Regions from separate parts of the Mus musculus genome. Here all the other regions are linked to region 1. The links are chromatin contacts, called in public HiChIP or PLAC-seq and promoter capture Hi-C maps. All regions are on one chromosome and are shown on one strand. Each heading gives the region's core, a stretch centred on a gene start, on an enhancer-like site or on the middle of the called end of the contact. The rest is flanking DNA. Distances are from core to core; before and after follow the strand shown.

Region 1 (2,899 bases), core at 180-2,679:
GCAGAGGACCCAGGTTCAGTTTCCAACACCCATGCAGTAGCTAAGGACTGAATTACAGTTTCAGGGGCTTTGGAACCCTCTTTTGACATGTGTGCCAGGTATACATGCAATGCACATATGTGCTGTAAAACATTTATATACATAAGATAAAAAAAAAAAAACAAAACTGTGGTGCTTTGACTAAGAACGGTCCCATAAGCTTATATTTGAATGCTTGGTCACCAAGGAGTGGCCCTATTTGAAAGAATTAGAAGGCTTAGGAGGTGTGGTCTTGTGGAAGGAAGTCTATCATTAGGGGTGGTTTTTGAGGTTTCAAAAGCCCATGCCAAATGGTTGTCTTGCTTTCCAAGCCTGCAGATCAGGATATAGCCATCTCTCAGCTACTGCTCCAGTACCATGCATGCCACCATGCTCCCTACCATGCTGATAATGGACTAAACATCTGAAACTGTAAAGAAGAAAAAGTCCCCAATTAAATGTTTTCTTTGATACGAGTTGCTGTGGTCATGGTGTCTCTTCACAGCAGCAGTGCCTGGGGAATGTATCTTTAAAACAAGTAAAAACTCTACAAATCCCCAGAAAGTTGAAATTTTCCTAAGCATATTATACATTTGATGACGTTAAGCTACAAGTACTCCAAGTATGTAGCTTGGAAATTAAAACAAAACAAAACAAAAAAACCAAACAAAGGAACAGAGGGTAAAATGAAAATTCTTGCCGGGCAATAGTGGCGCACACCTTTAATCCTCAGCACTTGGGAGGCAGCAGCAGGCGAATTTCTGAGTTCGAGGCCAGCCTGGTCTACAGAGTGAGTTCCAGGACAGCCAAGGATACAGAGAGAAACCCTGTCTCGAAAAACTCAAAAAAAAAAAAAAAAAAAAAAAAATAAATAAAATTAGCTTTCTATATGTATTAAGCAAGTTTCAATTCCTCAACCACCTAGTAAGGTAAGGACTATCATGAATTCTGTGGTTATTCTAATTCTCTTAAAAAGAAGTTGAAGGATCTGGCAGGCAAGTCGGGGCAACTTAAGCGGCCTCACTTCGTGTTTTTAAAGTTTGAAAAATATTGAGTCAGCATATATAATTAAGTGTCAAAAAGGAATTTCGGCCGGATGTCCCAGATACGACTGAAGCTCTGGTAAGACGCTATAAATGGGATCTCTCACTGACTGCAACAGTACCTCGTGCGGTGCAGTCCCGGCCTCTACAGGTTTCCCGGGAAAGGCGCCGCCCGCTCCTTCTCAACCAGTCTTGCTAGAGTAGGAGTATACTTTAGGAACAAAAGCGCTCGGAGTGACCGCATCTACAGCCACTCAACGCCGAGAACAGACCGGCGGCCCTCGTTCAGTGCAACTTTCAATTGGTGGAGTAGGCCTCCAGGAGGCGGGACGAAGCGGAAGTCCCGCTTCCTTTGGCGTTCCTGCCAATCACAGTATCTTAGAGAAAAAAGTGTTAGGGTGAGTCGCTGAGTAGCGTAGTGGGAGTCCGGAGGGCGGGGCGGGGCGGGGATCCGGCAGGTCGCTGAGGTGGGGGTTGGTAGAGGACGCTTCCCGAGGGCGCGCGGAGCGGAGCTGGTGACAGACACGCACGCGCGTGTGCGCTCCCAACTACTGCGCGGCCCCGCGACCCTCGGGGGTCGCTGAGAGGCCCGGCGTCGGCGCCGCAGCCGTCTAGGATTTCTGTCCAAAGGCGTCCCTGGCGTCCCCAGCCCGAAGCTCCAAGCTCGGGGCTGCGCGTGCTTTTGCCGGCATCTCCCCCCGACCCCCCCGTCGTCAGAGACTGTCCCTTAACTCATCTTTCCGCACCCACAGCCGGGTCCTCGCGGCCCATGCTGGCCGCTGGGGACCCAGGCAGCCTAGGTCTGTCTCGGGCCGGCCAGCCGGCCACCATGGTGGCCCTGAGGCCTGTGCAGCTACTCCAGGGGGGCTAAGAGACCCAGAACGCGGGCCTAGGGGTGAGGGGATCCAAGGCCGGTACCTCGCGCCATGGCCGGAGCCATCGCTTCTCGCATGAGCTTCAGCTCACTCAAGAGGAAGCAGCCCAAGACATTCACGGTGCGGATCGTCACCATGGACGCCGAGATGGAGTTCAACTGCGAGGTAACCGGCCGCCGACCCCGACGGGCTGTGAGTGGAGAGCCGCGGAATCTCTGCCTGTCTGGTGGCAGCGACGCGGGTCCCTACCCATGGGGTGCCCTCGCTGTGGTGACAGTCGAAGTGCAAGCTTAAGGGATTCCGTATATATCATTATCTGGAACCGGAAGAGGCTTTCTAGGGCCAGATCACAAGTTAAAGCTAGTTGTTTGTTTGCTTGTTTGTTAAAGTGGGGTTCTTGGTTTTGGCATTTCCCGAAGGTTATTTTCATTCATTTGTTATTGGGAAACACTGGAATCTTCCGTAGAAACGAACCGGTGTGCAGTGTGTAGAACTCGCGCCTAAAACTCCAGGGAGTTTTTCGCTAGGTATTAACTGTGTACCCTAGGTCTTAAAAGTTACATCTAGTTATATTGGAAGCTCGTACTTTTCCCTGTTCCAAAATTTTCAGTTTCTGGAAAAAACTCTTTGAGGAAAGAGTGTCTTACATTTACTCTTTATAGTTTCTAACATGATGATAATAGCTATCATTTTGTTGAAGAGTGTGTATGTGAGTGAGTGTGTGTGTGTGTGTGTGTGTGTGTGTTTGTGTTTTCAGGGCCTTGTGTATGCTAGGCATGCACCCCATCACTGGGTTGTATCCACAACCCTGAACACTTGCTAAGTGTCAGACATTTACACATTTGACTCTCAAAAAACAAACAAACAAAAAAGCAAAGCAACAACAAAAAAGCCAGTCAGATAGGTCCTGTGCCACTGGAATATACTTGGTTTGCTTCCCTAGCCTATTGCTTTTAAAATCCT
Region 2 (2,899 bases), core at 241-2,740, 780 kb after region 1:
CTTGTGAAACTTAAGCTGTTGCAGTCAGATTCTGAGAGTCACAGATTGTTACAGCGCTGTGGAGACCCAGGTCCTCTTGCTGCCCCCCCGCCCCCCGATCTTCAACCCCACCCCCCACCTCTTTCCTCACCTCGGAGCCAGCGAAGAAGAAAATAATCATCAGGGTTTGGCAGGGCAGGCAGCACATCCTGGACATTTTCTCGGAACTGAAAAGAAATATTCCTGTTAATGTTTCTCACACTGAGCCTTGACCTCCCAACTCAAAGGTTTGCCATCCACCTCTCCTTCCCCCGTCTCTCAGTCTGACTCAGCTTGAGAGAAGCATGGGATAATGGATGGATAGGAGAGCTGGGCTGCAGCTCAGATGGGGAGGTGGAAAATGGTGTGTGAGCAAAGTCAGAATGGAGGGAAGAACGATTGGATGGGTGGAGAGAAAAATGAAGGATCAATCAATTGATGGGTGGGTGGGTGGATGGATGGATGGATGGATGGATGGATGGGTGGATGGGGATGGGTGGGTGGGTGGATGAATGGGTGGGTGGGTGGATGGATGGGTGGATGGATGGATGCATGCATGGATGAATGTAGATAGAAGGAAAGATGGGCAGGTGAAAAGAAGGTTAGAGAGAAGGGTGAGTGGAAGGAGAAATCCATAAATGGGTGAGTAGACAGGATCCTGGGGGTTTCCCTGGTTCACTTGGTGCATTTGCTAAATCTTCCTATTCTTTACAAAAACATGGTTCTGGGAGAGAGAGAGAGAGAGAGAGAGAGAGAGAGAGAGAGAGAGAGAGAGAGAGAAGGAGGGAGGGGGAAGGAAGGAAGGAAGGAAGGAAGGAAGGAAGGAAGGAAGGAAGGAAGGAAGGAAGGAAGAGCAGGGTTCATGATCAAGGGTCCTTGTTCCCTTCAGCTGCGGGCACACCAAACACTCTATTCTGTTTCTCTCGTCTGGCTCTTACAGATTAGCATTCTTTTCAGGGTCCCAGGGAAAAAGATTCCATCCGAGGGCAGAGGGCTGCATCCTCCAGCTCCCACCTAGTGGGCAGGAAGGGAGGAGGTAGTGGGGACAACTGCCAGGTAAAGCAGTCTGGTCTGGCTCCTGTGTGAGTGTGAGCCGACTTCTGCACATGTCACCCACAGGATGCCAGAGTGCAGCTTTCCCCTTAACATCATTCTGGTCAGGACTGATGTCACTCGGCTGTGGAGGATGAAACCCCCTTTGGAGGTGACATGTCAAGGACATGCAGAATCAACAGATGGAGGCAGGTCCTGGCCATCCTTTCCACCCCATCCCTCAGACGTTTCCCCTGAGATCGTACAGGGTGGGGGGAATCTCTCACCTTGGCCAGGGTCTCTGCCTGCTTGGGGCTCAGGTCTCCAACTCGGCCACTCATGGTGCTGACTGAGACTGAGGAGCAGTGAGTGACTACTGAAGGCAGGAGCTCAGCCTCACCTGTCTGCCAGACCCAGCTGGAGCCTTTTTCCCCCACTCCTGGGTGTGGCTCAGGCGCCTCCCCTGGGACAACTCTTTAGATTGCACATTACATAACTGAGATTAAGTGAGGGCCCGTGTTTGGCTCTGGGACAGGTCTGGAGGAAATGGCAGGCCCAGAGGGCCTCTGCCAGATGCAGCAGCTGCAAAGGAGGCACTGGTCTTCCCTGGGAGCCCCTCTCAGAGCTCTCTAGCCCCCAGTGACCTGGAGATGGGAGAGTTCCATGCGTCTGTGGAAGATGCGTCATCTTCCATGGGTGAAAGATGAGCTCTACTCCTGAGGGGTAGAGATCCCTAAGCTTCAGTATCCTTGTCTTCCTAACAAAGGATGTCCCAAAAGTCTCCGCTGGCTCCCGCAGAACAGAAGTCTAATGCCTGGCCCGCTGACCAGCACCTGAGCCATATTAAAAGTTGGAAGAAGTTCATACCCTTCAGTTGTAGCAAGTACACGTAGTCAAGAGGCAGACAGGCTGTGTGATGGGGTGCAGTTCAGAGAGAGCTTGCCTCATGTACTTATTCAGTGGGAATTCTGTTCAACCCCTGGCACTGTAGAAAGGAGGGGGAAAAGCTAGCTGGGACAGAAGTTGGAACTCAAAGGACCTTGGTGAAGGTTGGTCTTTTCCACAGGACTGGTGCTACCTTTCCGATGTCTTTCAGATTCCATTGCAAAGAGTTGGTCCTCTGCACTTGAATATCGGGAAAGGCCAGGCATCTTGCTCCTGATGTCTTCCCAGAACCTTTATATGGGGCTTCTGGTTATGCACAACTTCCATTAGCTCTGAGAGTTTAGGTGGGACAGGAGCATGGTTTTATGGGCAAGGATGTCTTTAGGGGATTTTCATATATGACAGGCAAGAGGCATCCACCGAGGTGTGGAGAAGCTGGTGTTCCATGGCGGGTAGCTCAGAAGGTTCCTGTGTCCTTCACTTTCTGTCCCGTCCCATTTCCACATTCTAACACCAGATGGGCCTGAGGCCCAGGACTGCTTTGGATTTTCTTGTAAAACCTTTCAGCCTGGTGTTTCCTGGGTCTGTCATTTCTAACAGAGGCTGCCTGCTCTTCCTCCTTCCATGGATGAGAAGATTGACTGCCCAGGGTTGTTCACTGATGGGGGACTCTTTTCTTCCCATTCTGAGAAGCACTGGTAAGGGAAATATCAAACTGTCAATTACTGTCTCTATGAAAGGCTCCAACCCAGCATGTGCCTAATAATCTCAGCACTTGGGAGGCTGAGGCAGGGGGGTTATAAGTTCAAAGACAGCCTGGTCTACATAGCAAGACCCTGTCTCAGAGCAAACAAACAAACAAAGCTGCCTCAAGAGAACTAGCAGAAGCTATCCTGAGCTAGCTTTAGTTAACATAGTTAGACTAGCCTAAGCCACTCTGCCCAAGACTGTCCCAGGTCCAGTC
Region 3 (2,899 bases), core at 245-2,744, 730 kb after region 1:
AACTTAGCTCAGGCTACTGTGCCGAAAGAAGTTGAGGATTGTCTTCTTCTTGGCCATCTGCCTTGCTCTTGTGTTCTCTTTAGTAAGTTTGGGACCAAAAGGTGGTGTCTAAATATTCCTGGGTTCCAGAACAATGCCTCCTGCTTGGCATACAGTAGGAAGACAAAATGGCCCTGGCCCTGTGACCAGGTATCACCATGGAAGTAAGATCAAAGTGGCGAGGGCTCTAGCAGGAGAAGGCTATGAACTCTATTGTGTGAGCCAGAAGTAGTAACTGGGGGGCGGGAGGCAGTCTGATGGTATAGGCTGGACAAGAGGCTGCTAGGCTACAGCTGTCAGAGTCCACCCACTCACTAGTCAAACTTGTCACTAGCGGGGAGTCCGCAGGCTCTTGGCCAGAGCTGGGAAGCAGATAAGCACAGCAGGGCTGCTGTGGGCTCTGGCTTCCAGTGTGGTTTCCTCTCTGTCTAGCCTACGGCCAAGATCTGGCTAGGCAGCCAGCAATGGACAGCAAGGAGGTGGCCACAAGAAGTCAAACCTGAGAATTGTGTACATTAACTTCCATTAGCCTCCTGCCCATGATCACCCTCGGTTAGAGAAGAAGCAACAGTGCAGTGAGGCAAAGGACCCCGTAGACACCCGTGGGACACGGGCCCTCAAACCTGAGCCTCCTCACTTCCACAGAGGAAGCAGAGCATGCCAACTGAGATGTGAGAGCTTCAGGTGTGGCTCCCAGAGAGCAGGGAAGATCAGACGCAGAGACCTGGGTCTTAGTGGGGAGGCTGGTCTTCCTTTCTCTTCAGCTAGATGCCATGGTCTTTACCATGCCTGCTCTGCAGGTAGAGGGAAAAGGCTGTCCACTCCATTTGGTTTATTTGTTTGTATTCTGGGCTTGCCTCAAGCCCAATAAATAAGCTAAGGGTGATCAGAACTTCTGCTTCTCCAATGCTGGGATCTCAGGTATGTGTTGGAATGTGCCACTATGACCATGCAGTGCTGGGAATCCGACTTAAGGTCGTGCGCGTAACTCAGTGGCAAGCCTTCTGCCACTGAGTTACATCGGCAACCCTGGGGGTCAACTCTCACTCCCAAGCAGAGCTGGTAGTAGTGACCATAAGCAGATGGCAGAGTGAACACCACAGTTCCTACAGGCAGAAAGACGCTTAAGGGGCATCCCTTTTCAGTGGGCACCAGAGAGCTGTCAACATTTTGGGGTAAGGAAAGCTATGAGAGCAGCCCGGTCCAGCCTTGTGGAGTCGCACCTTAGAAGACGTCGTTTGCTAGAGCTTTCCAGCTTCCTCTTGGTTAGGATGAGGATCCAGACCCAAGTAGCTCCTCAGGTGTATGAGCAAGCATTCTGGCTCCAATCCAGGGCCTCTGCGCGTCTCGCCCCGCCCCTCGGGCTCCTTTAAGAGGCGGGTCTTGGCCGCCAGCCCCGGGGCCTCGGCCAAAGACTGGGACTTTACTCCAGCGGCTGCGGCGGCGGCAAACGAGTCGGAGCTCCATCAGCTGCCGCAGGCACCGCGCCCCAAGGCTGAGCCACGATGAGCGGCAGAGTCGGTGACCTGAGCCCCAAACAGGAGGAGGCACTGGCCAAGGTGAGCTTGCTCTTGGTCTGTCTGTGGCCCTCGCTCCTGGCTGAAAAGCGGCTGTAAGGGACTGTCCTCGCGGGCGGGCGACTGATCGCCCCCGCTTGGCTAGTGCCCAGCGGACCGCTTCTCCTTCAGGGTGAGGACCTCGGGAAGTTTGGTCATCGCGATCTTCAGCATGAGCAGCCCCAGAGGTGCCCCCTTGGGAAGAAGTGGTTGCTTGGAAGCCTTGGGAGGCAGCTGAGGGCACAAAGGCAACATTCATCCTCCGGGCTGGCAGGGACTGGTAGCAGGGCCGTGGGACAGGGGCAGGGCCCCAGGTTTCCTCCCATTTCCGGGAGGTTTTTCTCTTTTGGGGCAGTGGCATATGGAAGGGTCCCTGACAGTTCCTTGGCAAACTCCCCCTAGCTCTTTCAAGGCACTAAGTCACTGTGCGACCTTGGGCCAAACCCTGTCCTGTGTGCTGTGCTCTTCGATGAAATTAGAGGAGTTGTCTGTCGGGCACCTCTTGTGTGTGAAGTCTAAGATGTCCGGGATTCACTAGGTTGGAATCCTTTCGGAGAGAAGAGCTCTCCCCACCCTGGCAACCCAGACCCTTGCCTGAACTTAGTGATGCCACTCAAAAGGAAAGGACCTGACCAGGCTTTGCCTTGGCACCTGGGCAGACAGGGACTTATCTACTCCATTCAAGTTCGGGAGCTGGCACTTCTGGCCAAAAGACTTTATCTCCTCAGTTGCACGGGATCAGAATTGATGGGGTCCAGCCCCAGTGTTCCCAGTTGTGCAGTTTCTTATTTATTCCAGAGTGTGGCAGCAGATGTGGCTGCTGTGTGTGACTTTTTTCCCATGCCAGGTTTGCTGCTGACGTGCAGGCTAAGTCTGTTGGGCATAGGTTTGGTGGGGATTAAGCCAGGGGCTAGGTGAGGTCCTTGGTGAAGGGTGGCCTTCTGCTTGTTGTTTAGATGACCATTGTCCTAACTCTGGGAGCTGCTTTTGGGGGATGGGAGGGTCTGATTAGACCTAGCTGACCTAAGGCAAAGGGCAGAGGTGGCCAGTCCTCATTGGTCCTCTCTGGAGGTGTCCTACAGGTCAGTAACCAGATAAAGGTCTCTGCTGTTGTAGGAGGCTTGGGGCTGCCTGTTTACTACTGGGTAGTGAGAGATCAGGGATAGGGGTGGCTATCCTGGGTCACTGTCCACCTCCCTTGGTGGCTTTCCTAGTATGTTTCCCTTTTGTGGCCACCTGCAGGAGCTGTCTGCTCCATCATGGTTGTCCACCCCCCTCCCTTGGCTTCTTTTGTAGTCTTTCAA
Region 4 (2,899 bases), core at 244-2,743, 690 kb after region 1:
TGGTTCAGGAAAAGCCAGAAATTCAGACTGACTGTGAAATCACCTCATTTCTAAGTGTGGTAATAGGATTTTTCTCTTTTAAGGATTCTAAGGACAAACTAAACATCTGCAGACTGGATAATGATGCTGGCTGCCAAAAGAATACTCTATAAGTGCCCTAAGCCAGGAGATGTGTTGACCGTTGGAAGTCAAGTGGCCCTTAGAAGATTCCATCCAAGGGTGCAGAAGTATGTGGGATGAGGAGGTTGAGGAATCCTGACCAATGTTCACCTTGCCTGGAAACTAGCTAACATGCTGAACAGCTTGCTCTGGATTCAGCTGAGGCTCTGGGAAAGTCGTCCTTTCACAATGAGAATAATCAACTCTTCTTTTTCTTTCTTCAGGTTAACACAGCATATGCACATCAGCAGCCACAAAGAAGCTACCAGGAATTTCCACAGACTTGTTTTGGAAGCAGAAACTCCTAGTGACTACACAGCTAGGCATGGCTTTCACTGCGATTACTGTTGTGGTATGTCAACCATACCAGTCCTATCTATCACCTACCTCATTGCTCTCCTGTGGTTTTGGAAGAAGTAAGGAGTCTAAGCCAGAGCCTCTAGAACTCCCCATGATGCCCCTGTGCTGCTTTAAAAGACCTTTATACTACAAGTTCCCTCTGTGCAGAAGCAGCTGTTACCTGGCCACAAAACTGGCAGTCTTGTCGACGATGTTCCTGACCTCCGGGGGAGGGTAAATAATGCCGACCACTGGCTTGGAAGGGGTGGGATCCTCCTTTGACGATGCTTCTTCTTCAATTGGCTGTGAAAACAGAGAAAAGGTAGTAAGGGCTTCAAGTCCCCGGCTCGGATTAGGCTATCATAAACGCTCCATGATACTGACAGGAACGTCTGTCCTGTAGACTGCAGACTCTCTTGGGTTAGCATCCGAGGACGCAGTTAAAAACAAAACAGGGCAAGTTTCCTTAGCCATACTGTATTTACGCAGCCATTCCTAATCTAGGGGAAAGAATGATTTGCTTAGCTCTCCTCTTTTTGAATGGAGGCTTCGTGGTTCACATAAGACCCCAGAGGAAGCCGGGGGTGCAGGTCCGCATGCTGGTTTTGAAAAGTCCGGTTCTAGGGATATCTTTTTCGAGACCAGAAGGCAACTCAGCGCGCTGACTCCTGGGACTTGCAGTCCCTCCATGTCCTTCGGGGTGGCCTGAGCTTCCAGCAGCAGTGCCACAGCGCCCGCGCGGAGGGGAGGAACGAGGCCTCCAGCAGGCCTGCAGGCAGGGAGCGCGGGGCACGATACCTGTTTGGACTCAGTGGCTACTGGCGGCGGCGGGGGTACCGCCTGCACGGGTCCGGCCTGCATGACTGCGACGCTCAGGGCTGCCAGTCCACCTCGGTGGCGACAACCGGTGCGACGACAAGATTAAAGATCACCACACGAAGTATCCAACTCAATGACAAGATGGCGGCGACCCAGAGAGAGAAGCCGCGGGAGCACTTCCGGTCCCGCCCTCTCGCCGTTTCGCACTTCCAGCCCCGCCCCGCCTGCTCCGTGGCGCGGTACGCCGTTGCCAAGGCAGCGGCCTGGGCTCCCAACTTAGAGTTGCGAGGCATTCTCGGAGCCTCAGACGCTCTGGAGGAAGTTCTGTGAGCCAGACAGACACAGAGCTGAGGCTGCGACGCCGGAGACAGGTAAGCCATTCCACATCCTCTGACTCTGAACTTCCCTCCTGACTCTGGCCGGTTCCTCGCCCCCTCAGCGCCCCACCCCTCGCCCCTGTTTCTTTCCTGTTTGGCCTGGCATTTTGAAGATGCCATAGAGTCCCACTTACTACACCTTTAGCCCCATTTTTTGGTTCAGCACCACCTCCTCTGCATCCCTCCTTACAGAGTCCAGGACATGGTGCTAACACCTTTAATTCCAGGAGACAAAAAACGAAGCAGATCTGAGTTCAAGGCCAGCCTGGGACAGAGCAAGTTCTAGATGAAGAAAAGCATAATTCAGGCGTAGTGGTACATATCTTTAATCCCAAGAGACAAAGCCATGCAGATCTCTGAGTTCAAAGTCAATTTCCTGAGCAAGTTTCAGGATAGCCAAGCTTAGGCAGTGAGGGAGTTGAAAAACAGAAAGCTGGTAAGATAATAAAGGGGATCAGGTTCCAGCCACAGGAAGCAGAATTTGGCTGTGTGGCTCTGGCTTTAGAGTCTAGAGTAGAAGGGATTGCTGGGACAGTTGATGCTGGTTAGCTGGAGCTAAGAAATTAGTGATTAAGACGAGACCAGCATCACTGAGGTGAAATCTTCTGGGAAGTGTTTTCTGAGAGCACAAAGAAGCTGTGTTCCAGAGATAGCCATGGTTGTTGCTGCAGCTGTACTTGGCAGTGTGTAAGAGTTACCCAGGCAGTATTAGTTTGAAGGCATGAAGGTGTCATGAAGAGCAGCTGAGGCTTGGCACCGTGAGAGGCCAGGGAAGGCCATTGGTGAAGGTGCAGTTACAGTTACAGTTGATGGCCCAGGACTGAAGGGGTCATGCAAAGGAGTTGAGGCTTGCCCCATGAAGAGAGCCTATGAGAGGCTCTTGGTGAAGCCTAGTTGCAGTGGTAGACCCCAGTGTATTGGAGATGCCAGTACGATAAGATGATAACCAGGAACAGCAGCAGCAGTTGGCTGGAGTCAAGCAGAGCCTAGAGTGCTTCAGAGGGCAGAGCTGGAGAAGTGATGCCAGCCCTTTAGAGGATCCCCAAAAGATCATGTGTGGATCCCAGACATTGGAATAAAAGTTAGATTAAGAAGCTGTAAAGTTGAAGTTGCCTTGGAGACCCCAAGATGTTAGAGATGCCAGAGTCATGAGATACCTGCCAAGGAAAACTGCTAGCAGGGAGTGGGACCAGCCCAGGAGAATG
Region 5 (2,899 bases), core at 165-2,664, 630 kb after region 1:
GATTTCCCTACAGAACAGGGAATCTAAGTCCTTAGGGAGGGAGGCTCAGCCAAACTCTAGGTGGCTAGCTTGAGACTCCAGGCCTTAGAGGATGGGGCAAGCAGGCAGACATGGAAGCCAGAAGTCATTTCCCCGGTCCCAGTCCTGAACAGGGACAAGGGCCAGGGTAGCTGTTGTTCACTCAGACTCAGCCAGGAGGCCCTGGACCCTGCTCTGGGCTTGCTGCCTGCCCCTGCATTCCTTCCCTAACTCTCAGCCGCCTAGGCTTCCCAAGCCAGTAAGGGAGGGGCTGCTTTCCACTGGGGAGACAAGTCCAAGAAGAAATAATGTTCAGGGTAAAACAGCTGCAGGAACCCCTTTATTTTCCCCTAAAACTGTGAGACACCATGGCCACCTGTGCTGGCCTGGGACTCATATTCAGCTCCGTGTGGGTTTTACGTTTATAAAACTCTCACAAATTTTGTCAAACGGTCACGACTCCATCCCACACAGTACTTCAGTGAGTGATGGAAGGTTTGAACCCGGACCTATATTCCTTTGGGGTCTAAGCTCTCTGGGAAGCTGGATCCCTAAACTTAGTAAGAATACTGCTTAGAGGCAAACAAGGAACCAGTTCCGACCTTTAAAGCCCTCCTCATCCACCATGAGAGTGTAATCTTCCGGAGTCTCAGTCAGGCTGAAGAACTTGCACCTAGGAGGAGGGAAGGGGTGGGAAGACTTTCAGCCTAGAGTGAATGGAATGGAGACAGCAAATGAAGTCTGCTCCAGCAGCACTAAAGGACCCCCCACCAGGAGCCTTCCGGACCCGCACTCGGGCCTCACTCTCTTCCTTGGATCAATGAGTCTAGATCCCATATTTGGGATCTCCCCTCCATTCCACAGAAGTGGAAGGCTTTGGGTCCCCCTGGACAACTCTCAAAAGTTAACGTGAGGAGACTAGAAAGGGGCTACAGCCTGCCAAGGAACACATGCCCCCACTACACTGCCTACTCCAGGCAGTTTGCACCTTGACAAGCCCTGGGAGCGGGGCCCTCCGGGCCGGATAGGCGGCGTCGCAGAAAGGGTAAGGCCCAGGCTGGATGATGGCCAGAGTGGCTAGCGTCCCCACCCGGTACCCGCTGCTTCGCGGCGACTCTAGTCCTCCGCCCCTGGCCCAGAGGGGCAGAGGAGCCTCCACCCGCCCGACCTGCGCTCGTGAACCCGGGTGCGCACCGACTGCGACAGGGCAGGAAGAGCAGCTTGATGAGCGGGTGGGTGTAGAGCCAGAGGCCCGGACGGGCAATGCTCAGTACTCGCACCCGGTGCTCTAGGATGTGAAGTTCCATCGCAGATACGGCAGCCCCGGCCTGGCCGCCAGCGAGACCTAGGCAGGAGGCGATGCGGTGGCGCCGGGCTTAAAGAAGCACCGCCCGCTACCGGTCCGCCCAGCCAGGGATCCACACTTCGGCGGCCACGCCCCACAGCCACTGTGAAGTGGCCACGCCTCCTCCTGAGCCCTGCCTACCGGGCGCTGCGGGCTGCCTTCAAACTCTGCCAAAGCCACTCTTCTAGCCCTCACCCATCTGAGTCCTTCAAGGACACGCCCCAGACACGCCCTTTCCGCTGGACGCCCGCTGTGTTGGGTTTGGGAACGTGCTGGAAGCTCCTGGTCCCCTCCCTGTCTATCCTCCAGGCTCGCACGTGGGCTTTATGGTTAAAGCCACTAAAACGCAGAGCCTGGCGGTGGTAAGTGTGTATCTTTAATCCCAGCACTAGGGAGGCAGAGGCAGGCAGATCTCTGTGAGTTCGAGGCCAGACTAGTCTACAGAGTGACTTCCAGGACAGCTAGAACTACACAGAAAAACCCTGTCTGGACTGTAGGAAGGCTGGAAGCCGGGCTGGAGCTCTGTTGGGGCCAGAGCTGTCCATAAATCTCCGGAGTGGGGAGGTTAGGCTGGAGACCCGCGGAACAGCTGAGTTGGAGCCTATCTTCCTTTTATTGCCGGGGGTAGGGGGCAGGGACTGCAGAGCTGACAAGGACAGTAAGGACTAAAGATCCCTAAGAATGGGGTGCCCAAGGTTGGTTTGATAGTACTGCAACCCTATCTTGTTGTTGTTTCGACCAGCAAAACCTGGCCGGTGTGGCAGTTTTTAGTCAAACAACTTCTGAAATAGAATGCTCCCCACTGAGGGGAGGAACCGAAAAAGGGTCCTCCTCTCCTGTCTAAGCAACATACTATGGACTCTGAATCTTTTTTTAAATTTTATTTATTATATGTAAGTATACTGTGTCTTCAGGCACACCAGAAGAGGGTATCAGATCTCATTTCGGATGGTTGTGAACCACGTGGTTGCTGGGATTTGAACTCGGGACCTTCGGAAGAGCAGTCAGTGCTCTTAACTGCTGAGCCATCTCTCCAGCCCTTACCCCTAGATTCTGAATCTTATTCCAGGGACAACCCTAAGTACCTGAAGTGAGAATGCCCAGGGCTCAGACACTGAGGGGACAGGCCATAGTATTTGAGGTTCCCTGGGTATCAAACCAGAGACCTCCCTGTTGAAGTTTTCTTAAAGCGTCTCATCATTTGCAGAACTCAACTGGCCTGAACACATCTAAATTAGCTACAGATCCAAGAAGGCCCCTAAGCACTGGCAGACACCCCAGTGATCAAGGTTTAAGAAAACCCCAAGGCTGAGCAGAAACGAGCAAGCACAGGTTGATTTCACGGCAGGATGGGGCATGCTCCAAAGGGCCCTTGTTTGGCCCAGACACTCGGCTTCAGGTTGGAGGCTTTAAACAAGGTAGTTTAAAGCAGGCCTTGGGTGTGATCAAGACCCAACAGGCCCACGCAGGACTTGATGCTCCAGACCCTGCATCACAGGCAGAAGGAAGCTGGGCTCAGTCCTGTTCCTGGCTTTG
Region 6 (2,899 bases), core at 148-2,647, 610 kb after region 1:
GGCATAACGAACAGACAAGAGAGTCCTCTATAAGATATCTGGCCTCATACAAGGGTTAGCTCTGTCCTAAGACTGACAGGTTAAGTTCCTGACTACTTTATAGACCTTAACATTCCCTGTAGGCAGAATAGAGTTGACCAGGGGTCTGTCCTGAGGTGCAGCCCCAGGGCAGCAGGTCACCTAAGCTCTTTTCACAGAGCCAGAAAAAGCACCTCTCCACTCACTGGGCCAGCCAGTGCTGACGGCCATTCTGCTGAAAGGTGAGCAAGATGCGAGAGGAAAGCCTGTCCAGGTCACCCATGCTCAGCACTCGCCCTGCCCTTCCTGCCACCGACACACGAACCCCTAACACACGCACACACCAGGACTGCTGGGAGCCCAGGAGAAGGTTGTAGGGGTGAGGGCAGATGATCATAGTTCCAGCTCGCAGGCCCCCACCCTCACAGGCACCGGCAGCCACGTGGTCGGAAGGGGCCTGTGGTGCAATGGCCCGGAAGGCTACGACACCATCCTTCCCTTCCTACAAACCAACCAGCCCCACCCCACCCCACCCCCTCGCCCCTGGGGAGGGCCTGTAGCCCAGGCGTGCCAACCACAAGTCCCCTCCCCATCTTCCCCCGTGTCTGCAGCTACACTGCCAGTGAGGGTCCACAGCGAGCTTGTAACAGGTGCACATGGACCAGTGCCTGTGGGGGTGTGCCCGTAGACCTAGGTGAGGCACTGCAGTACCTGCCCCGGTCACCGGGGGTTCTGGTCTGCAGGTGAGACTTCCTACCTTACTGAGAGGGAGGACCTGTTCCCACATAGATGGCTCTGCTTGCCTGTCCCCGTGTGGGTGTGGCTGTATGAGTGGCGGGATGATCTAAGGACCTCTGGCTTGGCTGACTTTGCATCTGCCCCAGACCCCGAGAATTGAATCAGAGCAAGAAGTGAGCCCCTTGCTCCATTTCCGCGCAGATCTGGAACTTCCTTCTCTGCTCATCCCCTACCTGCCTTGGGCTTCTCCAGACTCTTCTCACTCTTTCTCCTCTTCCCTCATGCCCTGGTCCCCGGCATGGTCTCTCTCACGCCTCCCTCTGGAATACCTTCCAGAAATACTACGTTTCCACCTGTGGCTATGCTGGGGTCTCAGTGGATCCCTGCCCTACTAGTTCTCCCTCTCGTCCACATCCTTCACTTGATCTACAGCTCCCAAGGGCAGAGGGTGCCTACAGCAGCCAGTTGGCCCAGCTGCGCCCTGGGATGGTAGAAAGGAAGGAAGTACTTACTGAGCAGTGTTCTTAGAAGCCGTGTCTGCATACTGGGTCCTGGTACTCTGGCCCGTGCCTCTCAGGGGTGACACAGCTTGGCTGGGTGTCCTGCAGGCTGGCAGCCACTTTATGCCCGACGGGGCGATTGGCCAACATCTCGTGAGGTGGGTGGGGAGGGGGAGGGGGAAGGGCAGGCCTTCTGGGAACATGACCCCAAAAACCAAAGTCTCCCCAGGCGGCCAATGGGCGCCATGCGCCATGACATGCCCGCTCCTCCTCCCGTTTTCTTCGAATTCGTTCTTCGAGGTCAGCCCCACGCCCAAGGATGATGTAAACCGCAGCCTCAGCCTTCTTGGGGTGAGCGGGCAGCACGGGGGTCCGTATCATCTTCAGGGATCAGTCCAGGGGTCAGAGCACGACTTGCAAGGGAGGCCACCCCTGGTCCAGAAACTACCAACCTCCTAGGACACGAAGGTTTAGGGCTAAAGGGAGCCAGACATCTTCCTTGTTGAGTGCCCTTCCCACCCTCTCGCTTGGGCTGTCGGGACATCTGTGAGCGGAAACCACCAGGCTCTGGGCACAGAGCCAGACTTGGGCCCCAAAGATTGTGCCTCTAATCCCAGGTCAGCATCTTCTAGCCCAACTCATTTCCATTGTCTCTATTAACTGTCCTCGCCCAGCCTTCCCAATCCCAGATCCTCTCTCTGTAGACAGGGTCCTTTAGGACCCTTGGAGCAAGAGAAATTAGAGAACGGGTTCAAAGCTTGTGACACGCTGTGTCGCTGTGTTGTCTGAGGCAAGTCACTCAGCTACTTTGAGCCCCACCTGAGAAAGCGAGAGAGAAAAGCACTCCTTGGTTCACCCCTCAAGGTCACTGCCAACATGGACATAAAAGGCAAAAAAGCCTTTGAAGAAAAAAGAAAAGACTAGGCTTGAATTCCAAGTACTGGTTTTCAGGGGATGGGATGGAGGGGGCGGGGGAGACCGGGAAGCTGTGAGCTCAGAGGGGAAGCTGGAGGGAGGGGTGGGGGAGCTGCGACAGTTGGACACAAGGTTTCACTTTCTCTGAAAGATAGCGATCCATCATGGGTGGGTCTTCTGCTTCTCCGCACTGAGGGACTGAGGCCCAGGCTGAGCCAGATCCACAGGCCATGCTTGGAAGCCACAGCACATCTGCCAAGCTAGAATGAGCATCCTTAGGCTGTACCTGCTGTTGGCCCTCATATATTCATTCAACAACCCCCCCACTCCCTATCCAGGAGGCGACTGTGCCCCCATCCACATATTCTCTGCACCTAGCAGAGTGTCCCCCTTGTTAGCAACTCCCCAGTACAGTCTAGACTAGATCCTTCTGAAGTCTTCATTTCCTCCTACTGAATTTCTTACCTCTGCCCACTCCAGGGTGCTGTTCCCTAGGGCCCTGGTCAGGGATCCTTCTGCATTTCATATCCGTGATGTCATCCTGGGACAGTCCCTATACCCCTACACTCAAGCTCTCACTGTGATAAGGAGACAGAGGGAAGCTCCAAGCAGCCCCAGATCTAGCCGGAGAGTGTTATGTCGTGCTTCTCGGAACCCATATGTTGGCAAGAGACCCTCCTTCACCTCAGTTGTTCCTTCCTCTCTCCCATGGACCATACACTACCTCC
Region 7 (2,899 bases), core at 184-2,683, 590 kb after region 1:
CCCTGGTCAGCAGCGCCACCTGCTGCCCAGAATCAGCAAGTACAGTCGGCTCGCCAGCTCGCCTGTTCAGTCCGTACCAGTAGGTGGGTGGGGCTGGATAACTGGATTTGAGGAAGTGAGTGGGTGTCTGGGGTGCAGGATGGGGGTGGGCAGAGGCCATTCACCAACACAAGGGAAGAAGGCTCCTCTTGGGGGCTTCCAGAGCTTTGTCCTAATATCTGCAAGGTGTAGCCCAAAAGACTGGCCACAAGGAGGTGCCAGAACCACATTCAGTGGTCAATGGGGCACAGCCTTGCCATGGCTCTGGGGGAGGGGGCAGTGGCCTTTTCCTGGTCCTGCTACCTGCTCCCACCTTGTCCTGACAGTTCTTCCAGGTGGGGATCAGACTGTCAACTTCGCAGGGGGCCACGGTGACCCAGAGAAGGAAAATGAACTGCCCAAATTCACACAGCAAGAGGCAAGAATCAAAGCAAACTAAACCACTTGGTTGTACAGACTAGTCCCAGGCTCCCCTTACTGTCCTGTCCCGGCATGGCATGACATGGACAGGATCCTGGGAACAATGTCCCCTCCTTTTGTCAGCCCCCTAGCAGGTTTGGAGGAACACTGACAAATTAGAGGTAAGAGCCTCTTGGAATTTTGGATGCCAAGCACCCAACGCAGGGGGCTCTTGCACAGACTTGGTTTTTGTTTTTCTCTCTTTGTCACTGTCCTGGAGCTCGGATGCGGGGGGGACGAAGACCGGCCAAGCTCCGATCTGGCCCAAGGTCAAAGGCAGAGGAGTAATGACCTTGGCTGATCAAGTTCCCCAGAGCACCCATGATGGTCCCCGTGGACTGCTGCAGCCCATTTTGAATGGACAGGGACGGCCCTCCACTGCTCCATCTACCGGAGGGTAAATGAGGCCTCTGCAAGCTCAGAACTCTAGAAAAAGAAAAGGGATTTGAGTCCCCTGGGGATGCAGAAATCATGACTGCCTTTAGAATCAGGCTGACCCTACCACGATGGCACAATGCAAGCCTGGAATCCATGTGCTCTCTCCACTGCCCTTTACCCATCCTGTGAACTTTAACCCACGGGACACTTCCACAGCTGGTCTCTCCAGCTTTGCTTGGCCATCCTCCAAGAGAGACTTCCAAGCCTGACTTACAATGCATCCATTACAGACAGGGAGAGCGAATGCTGGAGGGTTGTGTGGGCCAGCAGGTGCCCCTGATCCACAGGGGAGCAACTGATGGACCATCTACCCTCCTGGGGATAAGTGTGGGGTGCAGCAGTGCCCCTCCGCCCTGCCCCCTCAAGGGAATCCTACCGTGGTCTCGCAGCCCTCCACAGTCTGCACAGTTGTCCAGTCTTCAGGGTGACACCATCGTTGTTGGGCCCCTCTGCTTCCCTCTCCTCCTGAGGCTCCTCTGGCGTTGGCTCCTCACCCTGCCCCCCACCTGACTTCCGTCTGAAGTTGGTGGCCTGAGGCTCCCCCCACTTCCACCCCACCCCCAAGCTGAGGACCAGAGAGGTAGAGCACCCACACCACAGATGGAGCCTGACACGGTGGTGGGAAAGGTGTTGTTAGAAGGAGAAGCAGGGCTGGGTGTGGGGAGGGGGCGTCCCTGTACTTGATGCCCCTGGGCTGCGTGGCAAAGCCACTATGGCCTGAGTCACAGCTGACTGGGCCGCGCCTAGCCTGTCTGGGTGACCCAAGCCAGCATAAGGCAATGACTGGGCAGCTCTCCTCATGACCAGCTGGGGTCAACCTTAGGTGTTTTGACTCAGACCTGCCACAGGCTGTGTGCACAGCTACCATCCTCTGTCTCTGTCCCAAGAGCCACAGGCCTATAGCTGCCCCTGTCCCAGCCCCCACCTCATAACCCGGGGAGCTACCTGGCCCTTCTGATCTGCAATCAGCCCCAGGCTTCAGGGCCCCACCTGCTGTGGGACCTTCGTCCCTCCCTGGACAAGCCCTGCCCTTGGGAATACTCCGGGAAGCAAGGAACTTTGTTGCCTGTGCTGCTGAGGGCCTCTTGATTCTCTGTGGACTGTGACCTTTTTCTTGGTGCTACAAGGAGTTCTGTAGACTGCCTGGGCAGGCTTGCCATGGACGGCCAGAAGATGGTTGGGGACAGGGACTAAGAGAGGAGAGATACAGAAAAGAAAAAAGAAAAAAAAGCAATCAAGAAGGGATTAAGGAAGGGACTGAGAGAAGGAGAGAGGGAGGAAGGGAGGAAGGGAGGGAGGGAGGGAAGGGAAAGGGGGGAGGAGAGTAAAGTATAAAGAGAGGGAGAGAAGGAGGGACTGTTGACAGTTTTCAAACCTGCCTAGAGCAATATTAGTCCTACACTTTTCCCAGGAAACCCTGTTTTAGGGAAGTGGGCTCCAACAACACACAGTGCAGAGGCAAAACTGAGGCTTGGCCTATGAGTAAGATAAGGGCAGAGGTCACAATCTTTTCACCTGTAAGGTCTTCGTCTCTCACTGAAGAGAAAAATAATCACGCTAAAGTTGGGATGAAGGGGTGGAGTGCAGAAATGTCTTGGTGAACAGTACTCCCCTTTAACCTCTGTAGGGCCCAGGACACCAGGACCAGGTGAAACACTGCACACATAAAGTCATTTTAAAACTGGGGCTGGGCGGTGGCGCACACCTTTAATCCCAGCACTCAGGAAGCAGAGGCAGGTAGGTGGATCTCTGTGTTCAAGGCCAGCCTGGTCTACAGAGTGAGTTCCAGGACAGCCAGAGGAGAAACTCTGTCTCAGAAAACAGTAATAACAACAACAACAACCTGGGACAGCGGTTAGCAGATGGCTCTGTGGGTAAAGTGCTTGATATGCAAGCCTAACCCCCTGAGCTTGAATCTCTACATGGCAGCAGCCTCTGACCCCCAGGACTGGGAGGCAGAGAC

The links. Promoter capture Hi-C pulls out the DNA fragments that hold promoters and counts their contacts. HiChIP or PLAC-seq counts read pairs in DNA pulled down with a chosen protein or histone mark.
Region 2: a contact with region 1 is called in an H3K4me3 HiChIP or PLAC-seq map of embryonic stem cells, with 4 times the contacts expected there. The contact joins the promoter of Sec14l3 here to the promoter of Nf2 in region 1. A contact is called at or near these places in 2 of 115 datasets of contacts at active chromatin or transcription factors (embryonic stem cells and large pre-B cells).
Region 3: a promoter capture Hi-C map of pre-B cells shows a contact between it and region 1, with 7 times the contacts expected there. The contact joins the promoter of Sec14l2 here to the promoter of Nf2 in region 1. A contact is called at or near these places in 16 of 39 promoter capture datasets (the 3T3-L1 cell line, HPC-7-derived erythroid cells, cranial neural crest and 10 more), 1 of 15 datasets of contacts at CTCF or cohesin (large pre-B cells), 2 of 484 Hi-C or Micro-C datasets (cortical neurons and embryonic stem cells), 10 of 115 datasets of contacts at active chromatin or transcription factors (astrocytes, bone marrow-derived macrophages, embryonic forebrain and 7 more) and 3 of 9 other capture datasets (adipose tissue, embryonic stem cells and liver).
Region 4: a contact with region 1 is called in a promoter capture Hi-C map of embryonic stem cells, with 7 times the contacts expected there. The contact joins the promoter of Sf3a1 here to the promoter of Nf2 in region 1. A contact is called at or near these places in 4 of 39 promoter capture datasets (cranial neural crest, embryonic stem cells, liver and 1 more), 2 of 484 Hi-C or Micro-C datasets (CD8 T cells and embryonic stem cells), 16 of 115 datasets of contacts at active chromatin or transcription factors (the 230-238 cell line, the NIH/3T3 cell line, acute myeloid leukemia and 11 more) and 4 of 9 other capture datasets (adipose tissue, liver, macrophages and 1 more).
Region 5: a contact with region 1 is called in an H3K4me3 HiChIP or PLAC-seq map of embryonic stem cells, with 16 read pairs. The contact joins the promoter of Castor1 here to the promoter of Nf2 in region 1. A contact is called at or near these places in 11 of 39 promoter capture datasets (the 3T3-L1 cell line, 3T3-L1-derived adipocytes, the C10 cell line and 8 more), 1 of 15 datasets of contacts at CTCF or cohesin (large pre-B cells), 2 of 484 Hi-C or Micro-C datasets (the G1E-ER4 cell line and embryonic stem cells), 25 of 115 datasets of contacts at active chromatin or transcription factors (the 230-238 cell line, the NIH/3T3 cell line, the SCID.adh cell line and 19 more) and 2 of 9 other capture datasets (adipose tissue and liver).
Region 6: a contact with region 1 is called in an H3K4me3 HiChIP or PLAC-seq map of bone marrow-derived macrophages, with 4 times the contacts expected there. The contact joins the promoter of Osm here to the promoter of Nf2 in region 1. A contact is called at or near these places in 6 of 39 promoter capture datasets (the 3T3-L1 cell line, the C10 cell line, the SN4741 cell line and 3 more), 1 of 15 datasets of contacts at CTCF or cohesin (large pre-B cells), 3 of 484 Hi-C or Micro-C datasets (CD4 T cells, the G1E-ER4 cell line and cortical neurons), 26 of 115 datasets of contacts at active chromatin or transcription factors (the 230-238 cell line, the SCID.adh cell line, T-cell acute lymphoblastic leukemia and 17 more) and 3 of 9 other capture datasets (adipose tissue, liver and macrophages).
Region 7: an H3K4me3 HiChIP or PLAC-seq map of bone marrow-derived macrophages shows a contact between it and region 1, with 10 times the contacts expected there. The contact joins the promoter of Lif here to the promoter of Nf2 in region 1. A contact is called at or near these places in 16 of 39 promoter capture datasets (the 3T3-L1 cell line, 3T3-L1-derived adipocytes, the C10 cell line and 12 more), 4 of 15 datasets of contacts at CTCF or cohesin (the NIH/3T3 cell line, embryonic stem cells, large pre-B cells and 1 more), 29 of 484 Hi-C or Micro-C datasets (the AML12 cell line, the Ba/F3 cell line, DN3 thymocytes and 18 more), 32 of 115 datasets of contacts at active chromatin or transcription factors (the 230-238 cell line, DN3 thymocytes, the NIH/3T3 cell line and 20 more) and 4 of 9 other capture datasets (adipose tissue, embryonic stem cells, liver and 1 more).

Annotation. Positions count from the first base shown.
Region 1 is chr11:4,848,074-4,850,972 of GRCm38.p6, reverse strand. It overlaps Nf2 (neurofibromin 2), which reads left to right and starts at 1,429. Exons shown (of 17, transcript NM_001252250.1): 1 at 1,429-2,101. The coding sequence starts at 1,988.
Region 2 is chr11:4,063,444-4,066,342 of GRCm38.p6, reverse strand. Sec14l3 (SEC14-like lipid binding 3) reads right to left here and starts at 1,490. Exons shown (of 12, transcript NM_001029937.2): 1 at 1,338-1,490; 2 at 131-206. The coding sequence starts at 1,391.
Region 3 is chr11:4,117,324-4,120,222 of GRCm38.p6, reverse strand. Sec14l2 (SEC14-like lipid binding 2) reads left to right here and starts at 1,494. Exons shown (of 12, transcript NM_144520.2): 1 at 1,494-1,598. The coding sequence starts at 1,545. Gm51934 (a long non-coding RNA gene) reads right to left here and starts at 1,874. Exons shown (of 3, transcript XR_003949841.1): 1 at 1,263-1,874.
Region 4 is chr11:4,158,948-4,161,846 of GRCm38.p6, reverse strand. Sf3a1 (splicing factor 3a, subunit 1) reads right to left here and starts at 1,493. Exons shown (of 16, transcript NM_026175.5): 1 at 1,297-1,493; 2 at 680-801. The coding sequence starts at 1,359. Ccdc157 (coiled-coil domain containing 157) reads left to right here and starts at 1,554. Exons shown (of 12, transcript NM_001164620.1): 1 at 1,554-1,688.
Region 5 is chr11:4,216,740-4,219,638 of GRCm38.p6, reverse strand. Castor1 (cytosolic arginine sensor for mTORC1 subunit 1) reads right to left here and starts at 1,414. Exons shown (of 9, transcript NM_028022.2): 1 at 1,213-1,414; 2 at 621-691. The coding sequence starts at 1,325.
Region 6 is chr11:4,235,283-4,238,181 of GRCm38.p6, reverse strand. Osm (oncostatin M) reads right to left here and starts at 1,397. Exons shown (of 3, transcript NM_001013365.2): 1 at 1,269-1,397. The coding sequence starts at 1,299.
Region 7 is chr11:4,256,102-4,259,000 of GRCm38.p6, reverse strand. It overlaps Lif (leukemia inhibitory factor), which reads right to left and starts at 1,433. Exons shown (of 4, transcript NM_008501.2): 1 at 1,313-1,433.